Linked DNA regions of Gossypium arboreum: all the other regions are linked to region 1. The links are chromatin contacts, called in public Hi-C maps. All regions are on one chromosome and are shown on one strand. Each heading gives the region's core, a stretch centred on a gene start, on an enhancer-like site or on the middle of the called end of the contact. The rest is flanking DNA. Distances are from core to core; before and after follow the strand shown.

Region 1 (3,746 bases), core at 832-3,331:
ATTTTTATTAAATTTTCACGTTAATCAAGCCTAGCCGTACCTATTTCATACTTATGGAAACTCACAAATTCAAACCTTTCACCCATTTATCCTCTATTTTTCTACTTTACAAAATAGTCCATTTTAGGTGTTTTTCATGAACACCAATTCACAAAAGTTGTATATCTAACAACTAAGATTCATTTTCTTCCATAAAAACCCAACAAATATTACAACTCCTTTCATGGAAAATCCTTAGACTATCAGCCATTTTGCATAATAGTCCCCTCAATAGCTAGATTAAGCTTTAGGAGTTCTAAAAACACAAAAATTATCAAGTAAGGTTATCTAAATCACTTACTTTCAAAGATGGAGAGTGACTGCAAATTTTAAGCTTCCAAAACCCTCAATTTGCTTGTATTTTATGTGGAGAAGGAAATGAGAAGAATATGGTGTTTTTTTCTCTTTCCTTTATTTTTATTTTATTCATTTAAGTCACTAAACACACCTAATATTTGACTTTTGACCTCTCTTGTCCCCCTATGGCCAGTCACTCTCCTAAAAGGGTCTATTTTCCCTTTAAAGACTCCCAATTAAGGTTCCTTGGCAATTTAACACCTTTAGCTATCAAAATAGGACTTTTATACTTTATGCGATTTAGTCCTTTTTCACAATTAAGCATGAAATCGATAAAATTAATTCACCAAAATTTTCATACTCTCATATAATTATGCCACAACACATAAAATAATATCAAAAATAATTTCTCTGACCTCGGGCTAGTGGTCCCGAAACCACTGTTCTGACTAAGCCCAAAATCGGGCTATTATAGATATTATCATCAATCCATCACAATTTGTGAAGACATTAAAGATACCTACAAAAGAGATCATGGAGTGAAAAAGAAGAAAAAAAAAACAAAAAGAGGCTAGTGGTAGCCAGTCCGGAGATTGGCACCTTCGTTGGGCAAAATACAAGAAAAGAAACAAGCAACTTGGAGAAAAAATAGAAATTTTTTTAGGGTTTTAGAAATTTTTTTAAAATTAAAATGAGAATTAAATATTACTTTATAATTGAAATGGTTATATTGGTTGGTAAGTTTTATGAAAGTTTAGGTTTAAATCCTATGTTTTACTAGATTTTGTATGAAAAAGATAAAAGTATCTTCAAAATAATATTTATTATATTTTAAAATAAGGCTTAATGCACACTTTAGTCCCTAAAATATACTGCTTTTCTCAATTTGGTACTTAAAGTTTTATTTTGCCTACTTCAATCCCTAACATTATTAGACATTCCTAGTTTAGTGACCAAAACATTGAACAGAGAAGGCCTGATAATGGTAAGGACTAAATTGAGAACATCAAATAATGTTAAAGATTGAAGTGGGCTAAGAAAAAACTTTAGTCACCAATGTAAGAAACCAGTATATTTCAAGAACTAAAGTGTGAATTAAACCTTTTAATTGTAGTCTTATAGTAATTTAAAAATTGAGTTAAAGCTTAATTGAGAGTGGCCAACTCAAACAAACTCTTTTAAATAGAATAGATACTCATTTTAATATTATTATTGTAAAAAACATTATTTAATATTAAAAACATATTTTTTTTAACAATTTCACCGTAGATTCTATCATATTTATTCTTTTTGAGACAATACTTAGAACTATTCATAGTCCCTCCTCAACTCATAAATAGGAGGATAATACGTTTCAGCATACTCAAACCCACCTCCTCCTATATTAACAACAATACACATACCAATCAAATTAAGACTCCATCAACATTAAAAACACATTTTTTAATCTCAAGCAACAAAACACAATCTCAAATCTCATTAACACCAACAAATTTGATCAATATCTTTACACGAGATTATATCAAGGTTGAAAATATTCTTCTTCTTCTTTCGATTTTCAAAGAATGGGGTGTTGGTCAATAATGAACACCCACTTATTCCCCGGGGGGGGGGGGTAAACGCCCACTTGTATTTATTTATTTAGATAGAATACTTTTTCTTTAAAAAAAAAAGAAGTAAATAGAAAAAGACGTCCATCAAAGTAATAATTAAAAAAGATCAATGACTCAAAAACTTTTAATATATATGAGATGGCATGGTGAAGGATATTATTGACAGATACAGTAAACATGGATGTCAGAACCAAAATGCAAAAAAGCAGTCCACAGTTGTCTACCACTTCATATCAAAGCGTCCCAACTTTCCCTCTTCATTCAACCAATGAGAAAGCTATTCCCCTTCTAGGTTTTGGCACAGCCGAATACCCTTTCGGTGCTTCCATTGATACCATGAAACAAATCATTCTCGAAGCTATCGAAGTAGGGTACCGTCACTTCGATACGGCTGCTCTTTACCAAACTGAACAGCCTTTAGGTGAAGCAATATCAGATGCTCTTCGTCTAGGGTTAATCAAATCCAGAGACGAACTCTTTATCACTTCCAAGCTCTGGTGTAGCGATGCACACCATGATTGTGTTCTCCCAGCACTCAAAAAAACACTCAAGTATTATCCCTTTGTTCCCTTGATGTTTTCAATATGTGCTTTTTATTGGTTTACTTATTGTTTCTTGATTTGTATAGAAATTTGAAGTTGGAATATCTTGATCTGTATCTGATTCACTGGCCAGTGAGCGTGAAGCCTGGGGAATATGAGTTGCCTGTTAAGAAGAAGGACCTTGTTCCTATTTATCTAAAATCTGTGTGGGAAGCAATGGAGGAGTGTCAAGCTCTTGGCCTAACAAAATCTATAGGAGTAAGCAATTTCTCCTGCAAGAAACTCGAAACTATCCTTTCCACTGCCAAAATCCCACCTGCAGTGAACCAAGTGAGAACCACTTTAATTTCTCCCTAATGTTTTGTATCATCTGCTTAATGTTTTTCAATTAAAATTAATAGTAAAGTAACTAATGATGGATTCGTATGAATTGATTTATGGGGTGAAAGGTGGAGATGAACCCAATGTGGCAGCAAAAGAAACTGAGGAAGTTTTGCGATGAGAAGGGCATACTTATCGAGTCTTACTCTCCTCTGGGGGCAAAAGGAACGCTGTGGGGAACAAATCGGGTGATGGAATGTGAGCTACTCAAGGAAATTGCCCAAGCCAAGGGAAAATCGCTTGCTCAGGTTTGTTTGAGATGGGCACATGAACAAGGAGTATGTGTGCTTGTGAAGAGCTTCAACAAGGAAAGGATGAAACAAAACCTTGATATCTTCGATTGGAAGCTCAGTGCTGAGGAGTCTCGCAAGATAAGCCAACTTCCACAGTGCAAAGGGTTTCCAGCTGGGGAATTTGTATCAGATGATGGTCCTTACAAGTCTCTTGAAGAGCTTTGGGATGGAGAGATTTGATTTTCATTATCTACTGGATTTATTACAAATAAACCAAATGGACCCATATGCAGATCTTTATAGTTTGATGGTATTGTGTATGTATGGGACCATCGTTTTACTGTATTGGAACCAGCATTTAGCAGACGAGAACTATGTGGGATAATAAAATGTGATTGTGGAGCATATTGAGTCAAGAGTCATCCTATTTTTCTGTTTGTCCTTTCTTGTGGAGTAACATGTTGCAAGTATTAGAAAATCACCGGAAAGTACTGAAAATAATTTTTTGAATTTTTCTTTACTTTGAAAAACATAAGTCATTTTCTAACGCAAAATTTTTATATAAAATTAACTTAAATAAAGTTTAATATTATTATATTAATAATAAATTTTTTATTTTTATGTTTAAAATTTATAAAATT
Region 2 (3,746 bases), core at 410-2,909, 190 kb after region 1:
ATATTACCACCAGGGCAGTAAATAGAGCTCCTCTGTTGTATGGATAAAAGACACCAACCAGTGCAAGCATAAAAATGAAGACCGTTCTGATAGGCATACAAAGTTTCAAAGAAATTAGAGAGGGACATCAACTATTGACATAGATTTAGGAATGCATTAAAAGTCACTTCACAATTCTGAAAGAAACAAAAATACAAAACACGTGGAATCCTTACAAAGTGAACAGCTGTGTTCCAGATCCGAGAGCAGCAGCAAAGAGAGATTTGTACTTTGGGAAACGGAATACGTCTCCATGAATATACTTCCATCCAGTCTCTTCTTGATCATCAGCTGCTTCTTCATCTTGACCGTACCTGTTATAACAAATCAAATATTTATAGCAACAAAATGAAAGAAATAAAAGTAAGAGAATTATATCCAAATAAGGAAAGATATAACAGATCTCACTTAATGAAATCATTCTTCAAGACCCGCATGAGAATTGTTGCAAGGAAACCAGTCAAAAGGAGAACCGTCACACAAGAGTTGATAATTGAAAACCAATGAATCTCTAAATGATGCGGCAAAGAAGAAGACATGGAATATCTCTCCATCCTCTTCTCAAAAGGAGTATCAGTTTCCTTCCATTTCACAGTGTACATAAACTCAGCATCAACTTCCTTATCCTCAGTCAAGTCCACGAGCAAATGTGGATCCATCCTTGCGCTGATCTCAATAACACGATCCTTGTTATAAAGTACATCAAACTGAATATGCTTGTAAAGGTAATACTTGTACTCACTGGGATCAGCTTTTCCTTCCTTATCAACTTTGCCAATAAAACCCCAGATAGGCAAATCATCATAGTACATTTGGAAATAATAATCTTTTTCGACCGCCTTTCGGAAAAAGACAACCTCATCCTTTGAAAGTTTCTTCTTACAAACAACGGAAGAATCTTTTTCCTCTTTAAAATTCAGTTTATAAGGAGCACTGACGAGTCGATCTCCATTCAATACCTCACCTAATGCTTCTTTCTTCTCCTTTACATGATCTAAATTCCATTCCAAAAACCAACACCATTTATTAAATCTAAATTGAATTGCTTAAGATCTAATTTAAAAATAAAAACAAGAGAAAAAAAAGAACCTGGAGAACAGAAGGGCAGATCAAAGTAGCGATAGGTTTCACTGGAAACAAACAAACAAATAAATAATTTGAAGAATAAACCCCCAATCCAAAAAAATAAAAAGTTGTAAATATGAGATTGGAACTTGAATGTTCCAAAGGTGGGTATGGAATGAAGGCATTGAATTGTAAAGACGAGCAACAATCAGATCTAGTAATGAAGGAAGGAAATAAAAGGGTTACCACCTGGGGTTGTGGAAAGGGCCGACCTTGTTGGCGTAGAGAGGGACAGGGTCACCTTCTTTGTAACGGTGGTCGGAGGCGTCGGATCTAACATGGGAAACACAAGAGAGGATAAAAACTCCGAGGATTACAAAGGCCGGAGAGTTGCCAAAGTTTCTCATTTGGGTAGGATAATAATGAGAGAAAAAGGAAGATGTGTGAAAGGATTTGTGAAATTCTGCAATGCAATATATACATATGATGAGAAAAAAAAGAGAGAGAAACAAAAAGTGGGTATATCACATCACATATCATATACGGAGATATATAGCATTTTCTTTTTCTTTGTAAATAATATTAGATTATTTATTATAATAATAAAAAGTTGTTAATAATTTGAATTGAATCTAGATAAGCAAAATTAGATAATATTTACAGTAGAAAAAATTAGATGATATTAAAATGGTTAAAGTGTAATGTTAGTGTCTATACTTTAACTTAAAAAGTTAAAAATTCAATTCTTTTCACTTTTTCAATTTATAAATTTTAGTTTAGTCATTATCTTCATTAAAATTTCAGTTAAAATTTATCAATATAACATGTTTATTTTCCATCAATTATATGTCGCATTACATTAGGAAAACTTAATTAATATGCCAAATTAACAACTTTTAACCGAAAATACTTATAATTTTAATGATGGAACTGAAATTTTTAAATTAAAAAAGTGGGACTTAATTTGTAACTTTCAAAGTATAGTAATTAAATTTCAAATTTTATCACAATACAAAAACAATTAACATAATTTAACCTATTAAAATCCGTGTAAAGCCCATCACCTAAGGTAGTTTTGCCTCTTTGGTTTGGAGAAACAGTACGTAGTGGTGGAGTCAACCACCTGACTGTATAAAATAATGGCTATGTAATGACTTTTTTTTTTTACAAGAAAAGACGAGACTACAAACAGTTATACAATAACCATTCTTAGCATACTAACACCATGGAGGTCGTCACAAACAAGGAGTACTTCATATGGAGGCTGCTATTGAATTTAACAGTTACTGTTTAGTCTAAACTAAATTTTCAAAAGTTGAAATAGGAACTAAAATCAACTAAATTAAAGCACAATAACTATATCAACATTTATGCATAGTCCAAGGACTAACAACAAAATTTAACCATGGAACAAGTCGCTAAAAATGGGATGAATCAACTCACAATCTGATATGGCTTGGTTGTAAAGCTTCAACATATACTTTAATTTTTTTTCTTCTTTTTCCGTGGAAGTGAACTTGGTACTTGATGTGCCTGTTACAATCATCTATTCAAGCTTCGTAAAACATCCCAACCTCCAGACACTGCGGCAGCGGCACCCCAAGAACAGGCAGTGCAGGCCTACAGTTTTTGTGCAACACTTCGTAGAAGGCAAGCATGAATCTGTCAAAGAAGCTGGTGCTCTTGCCTATGTGAAACCTTGCTTTTCCTCGAACATGAATTACACCTGCTGTTTTTGCCTCGCTCAGTTCTGAAATCTCCTCTTGAACTGGCATATGATCAGACGGTAAACTGGAGCAGTTTTCTATATGCTCTTGCAAGCTATCCAAAACTTGACTAACAAAGTTGTCTCCTTCAAGGTTTAGGGAATCAGCATAACCATATTGAATCACACATGCATAAACTCCTCTAAGGCCCAACTCTTTCACCACAATCCTCTCATGTGGAGAAACTTTAGGAACCAGTAGATATCTAAGTGTTGTAAAAATAGTAACCTTGTGAAGCGATCTCATGTTTTTAGTATAATGTCCTAGGATGGGAGTCAATCCGTTTTGTATTTTAGTGTAAAAGAAGCACAATCCGGGAACCCTTTGCACACTCGGGTCAGATAACAGCATTCCAAGTCTTCCCAAGTCAATCTTGTGAGTTAGTTCATACTGTATCTTCCTCTGTCTCCCGTAGTACCAACCGAACATAATGAAGGCAAGTATAAAAGATATGGCAAATGGAATCCATCCACCTTCAGGAATTTTGGTCAGAACTGCACTAACGTATACACCTTCCATCATAAAAAAGATGATGAAGTACAATGCAACTAACAATGACGGTGTTCTCCATATAATGATCATGACCAGTGTCAACAATATAGTTGTTATGAGCATGACGAGACTAACAACAACACCTGAAAGCAAGATTTTATAAATTAGCAGGACTGTAAGAAAACATTTAATAGTTTGCTTAACCAGAAAAAAATAAAATGAAAAGATGCATTCATAATAGAAACAAGAATAAGCGAGACCGGTTTTCTTCCATTTTTCAGTTTTTATGTGGTTTTGATGCTTCTTAGGTTAAAAGCTAATAATATCAAGATGATGTTAGAAACACCATTTCTGGAGAAAATAACAACAATGCTTCCATTTAAT
Region 3 (3,746 bases), core at 480-2,979, 190 kb before region 1:
AGACACTTGATAATCAATTAGGTACCAATTTTTGGGCGTTACGAGGGTGCTAACCCTTCCTCGTGCGTAACCGACTCCCGAATCTATTTTCTCGACTTTCGTAGACCAAAATTAATGTTTTAAAACAAAACATTTTATAAGGTGATCTAATCACACCTAAAAAGATTGGTGGCGACTCCCATTTTCATTTTTCTTAAAGTCGATTCCCATTTTCCAAAACTCAATTTAAAAATGGTCTCGACAGTTTTAATGAGACACATTATCTACCAATGGACATTTAAGGGGAAGTGTTATGAATATCTTATTAAGTGGATATCCATCATGATCAAGATAAAATTTTGATGCATTTTAAATTTTAATAGTTATTAGAATTAGATCTCTACTTCTTTTATACTTCTTATGTCTATAAATAGAGACTTTGATGAAGCATTGTAATTATCTCTTTGATCAATAAAATACATTCTCTATTGCTTTCTTTGTTCTTTATTCTCTCCATCTCTCTTTATTTTATAACAATATTTAGATTTATTTATAATTTTTCCTTTATTTCTTAAACTTTGTTATCATTAAAATATTTTAAATACCGTTAATTATTTTAAATAAAAATAGTTTAAAGAATTTACTTCTCAATTAATTATAATTAAATTAAATAAGTTAATTTTAATTGAAGTAAAAATAATATAATTTAAGCTTATTTTATAATAATTCAATGTGATATTTTTTGTAATTAAAAAAAGAAGAAAATGAAAAATAAATATAAAGTAGACTGTTGATAGCAAAAGAGAGAATAATTTTCGTTTTACATAGTAGATAAATCTTAAGAGTATATATTTTTTTGTGAAAGTTGAAAGGATTTTAAACATATTTGCTTGGATGCACTTCACTTTTTCATCATACTTTTTAGAGCTAATCCAATTAGTTTGGTTAGCAGAGAGAAAAAGAGGGAGCAAATGGGGGCATCATCACTTCTCATGCAAAATATTCTTCCAGCCATTAACCACAAGAGCTAATTGATTGTTGTTTGTTTGTGGGCCTTCATTTTTATTCTCCCACAATTAATTTTCTTTAAAAACAATAAAATTCAATGGTTTATATAATTAATGTTTTCTCCCAAGTGGACCATATTCCCTTATCACCAATTTATGCTTTTCCTTCATTATTTCTTATTACGGCATAAAAAAAAAATCTATACATAATCCTTTTTACTTGTATTTGATTCCATTGGTTTTACAACTTTTTTCCAATAATTAAGATAAACAAGTCTTGAACTGGAAAGGTTTAAGAAATGAAAAAGTTTTACATCAATGAGAAATTTTAGATTCGAATTTAGTCTGAAATAAAATACATTGATCCAAAAAGATTGAATTGAAGCCAAGATTGGAAATGCATGGATGCCAATGGGAAACAAACAAAATGGATCTGTAATGTTAAAAGTTACATACAAATGGGACTGAATCTTCTTCATCTGATCATACATTTCTCAAATATGAAACAGAAAAACATTCTCTCTGACAAACAAACACTGACTCTTGGATCAATGATCACTCAACCCATGCGTACTCCAAATTTAACATTTTCCCCCCTTATTTTATGTAAAGACAGAGCTTGTCTGTGGGTCCTTTTCCTTTTGACCATATGTCAAATCAATGCTTTTGATTTTGATGTTTTTCTCTCTAGTCTACGTTTTCTAGTACTAAACCCAAATCCATGAATGTATGGATCAATGCAATGGAACCGTATTTGTTCAATGTATACCTCACATTCCACCATCATTTCCATCTGAAGTTCCCATTTTATTTTCTTCATATTGCTTTCCCATGTTCCCCTCCCTCCTTTCCTTTCTTTTTTCCCTTTTTCTAAAGCTTCTCTTCTGCTTTGCACTCACAACAGTTTCTCATCATATTCACCACTCCCACTCTCTCTTCTAAACATTGCACCCTCTCCCTCCCTCTTTCTCTCTCTCAATTGTGTGTTTCTTCAATGGAGGGGAAACCATTTCAGCTTTCCTATCATCTGCCTCTCATACTTATCTTTACAGTGTATATCTCAGTTTCAGCAGCGGAACAAACGGTTGTTCCATCCATCAAAACCGATGCAGTAGCTTTACTTGGGTTCAAAAAGATGATCGACAACGACCCGACTGGAGTTCTATCAGGGTGGAAGCTTGAAACCAGTCCATGCCTTTGGTATGGAGTTAAATGCTCATCGGGTAGAGTGGTTCAGCTTGACCTTAACCAGTGTAGCCTCTATGGCACCATCTTTTTCAACCCTTTGGCTTCTCTTGATATGTTATATTCTTTGGATTTGTCTGGGAATATGTTCACTGTAAATTCAACGACTTTGCTGCTCCTCCCATATGGATTGAAGCGTCTCCAGTTGTCTGACACTGGTCTTTTTGGTCTATTCCCTGATACCATTTTCTCCAAGCTTCCAAATCTTGAATACGTGAATTTATCCCATAATAATCTCACAGGGACTTTACCTGATAATCTTTTTTCATCAAATCCTGATAAGTTGCAGGTTCTTGATCTCTCTGCTAACAACATCACAGGTTCTATTTCAGGGTTGAAATTAGAGAATTCTTGCAATTCCTTGCTCGTCCTTGATTTGTCTTCAAACCGTTTTGTTGATTCCATTCCTGTTTATCTTTCGAATTGCACCAAGCTCACTGCATTGAATCTTTCACTCAATTCTCTCACTGGGGAGATCCCAAGCTCTTTAGGGGAGCTTAAAACCTTACAAAGGCTTGACCTTTCTTTTAACCATCTCACTGGTTGGATTCCTTCCGAGTTGGGGAATGCATGTGACTCACTTTTGGCACTCAGGCTTTCTTTCAACAACTTTTCAGGCCCAGTTCCCAGTTCATTATCTTCATGTTCATATCTTCAGATTCTTGATTTATCTAATAACAACATAACGGGCCCCTTTCCAGATTCTATCCTTGAGAATCTTGGTGCATTAGAGGCTTTGTTGTTGAGTAATAACATCATCATTGCGCCATTTCCTTCTTCGATTTCATATTGTAAGAGCTTGAGAATTGTGGATTTGAGTTCCAATAAATTCTTTGGGACCATTCCACCTGATATATGCCCAGGAGCTGCCGCACTTGAAGAGCTGAAGATCCCAGACAATCTCGTTGCTGGACAAATTCCGACTCAATTGTCACAATGTCCCCGGCTGAGGACAGTTGATTTTAGTTTGAACTATCTCAATGGATCGATCCCAACGGAGCTTGGGGCGCTTGAGAATCTAGAGCAGCTGATAGCATGGTTCAATGACTTGGAGGGGCAAATCCCAAAAGAATTGGGAAAATGCAGCAAATTAAAAGATCTGATCCTTAATAACAACCGACTTAGTGGTGAGATACCTATGGAGTTATTCAACTGCAGCAATCTGGAATGGATATCTCTCACAAGCAATGAACTCACGGGTTCAATCCCACGAGAATTCGGCCTTTTATCAAGGTTAGCTGTTCTTCAGCTAGCAAACAATAGCTTGAGCGGCGAGATACCAGGAGAGCTAGGGAATTGCACTAGCTTGGTTTGGTTAGATTTGAACAGCAACAAGCTGACCGGAGAAATCCCACCCAGACTTGGCCGGCAGCTTGGGGCAAAGTCCTTGAGTGGAATTCTGTCGGGTAACACTCTGGTTTTCGTGAGGAACGTGGGGAATTCGTGTAAAGGAGTTGGAGGACTGTTGGAGTTTGCTGGGATCAGGCCTGAAAGATTGTTGCAGATATCCAACTT

The links. Hi-C and Micro-C count contacts between places; a contact is called where the count stands out from the background.
Region 2: a Hi-C map of leaf shows a contact between it and region 1, with 3 times the contacts expected there. The contact joins the promoter of LOC108465243 here to the promoter of LOC108480437 in region 1. A contact is called at or near these places in 2 of 5 Hi-C or Micro-C datasets (both in leaf).
Region 3: a contact with region 1 is called in a Hi-C map of leaf, with 6 times the contacts expected there. The contact joins the promoter of LOC108480815 here to the promoter of LOC108480437 in region 1. A contact is called at or near these places in 2 of 5 Hi-C or Micro-C datasets (both in leaf).

The regions. Positions count from the first base shown.
Region 1 is chr1:44,094,727-44,098,472 of ASM2569848v2, reverse strand. It overlaps LOC108480437 (non-functional NADPH-dependent codeinone reductase 2-like), which reads left to right and starts at 2,081. Exons shown (of 3, transcript XM_017783440.2): 1 at 2,081-2,500; 2 at 2,578-2,821; 3 at 2,941-3,583. The coding sequence starts at 2,127. The coding sequence ends at 3,345.
Region 2 is chr1:43,909,115-43,912,860 of ASM2569848v2, reverse strand. It overlaps LOC108465243 (transmembrane 9 superfamily member 2-like), which reads right to left and starts at 1,659. Exons shown (of 7, transcript XM_017765567.2): 1 at 1,354-1,659; 2 at 1,129-1,169; 3 at 448-1,033; 4 at 216-353; 5 at 1-86. The coding sequence starts at 1,511. LOC108465242 (probable potassium transporter 17) reads right to left here. Exons shown (of 8, transcript XM_017765566.2): 8 at 2,297-3,505. The coding sequence ends at 2,655.
Region 3 is chr1:44,281,205-44,284,950 of ASM2569848v2, reverse strand. LOC108480815 (serine/threonine-protein kinase BRI1-like 2) reads left to right here and starts at 1,729. Exons shown (of 1, transcript XM_017783925.2): 1 at 1,729-3,746. The coding sequence starts at 1,981.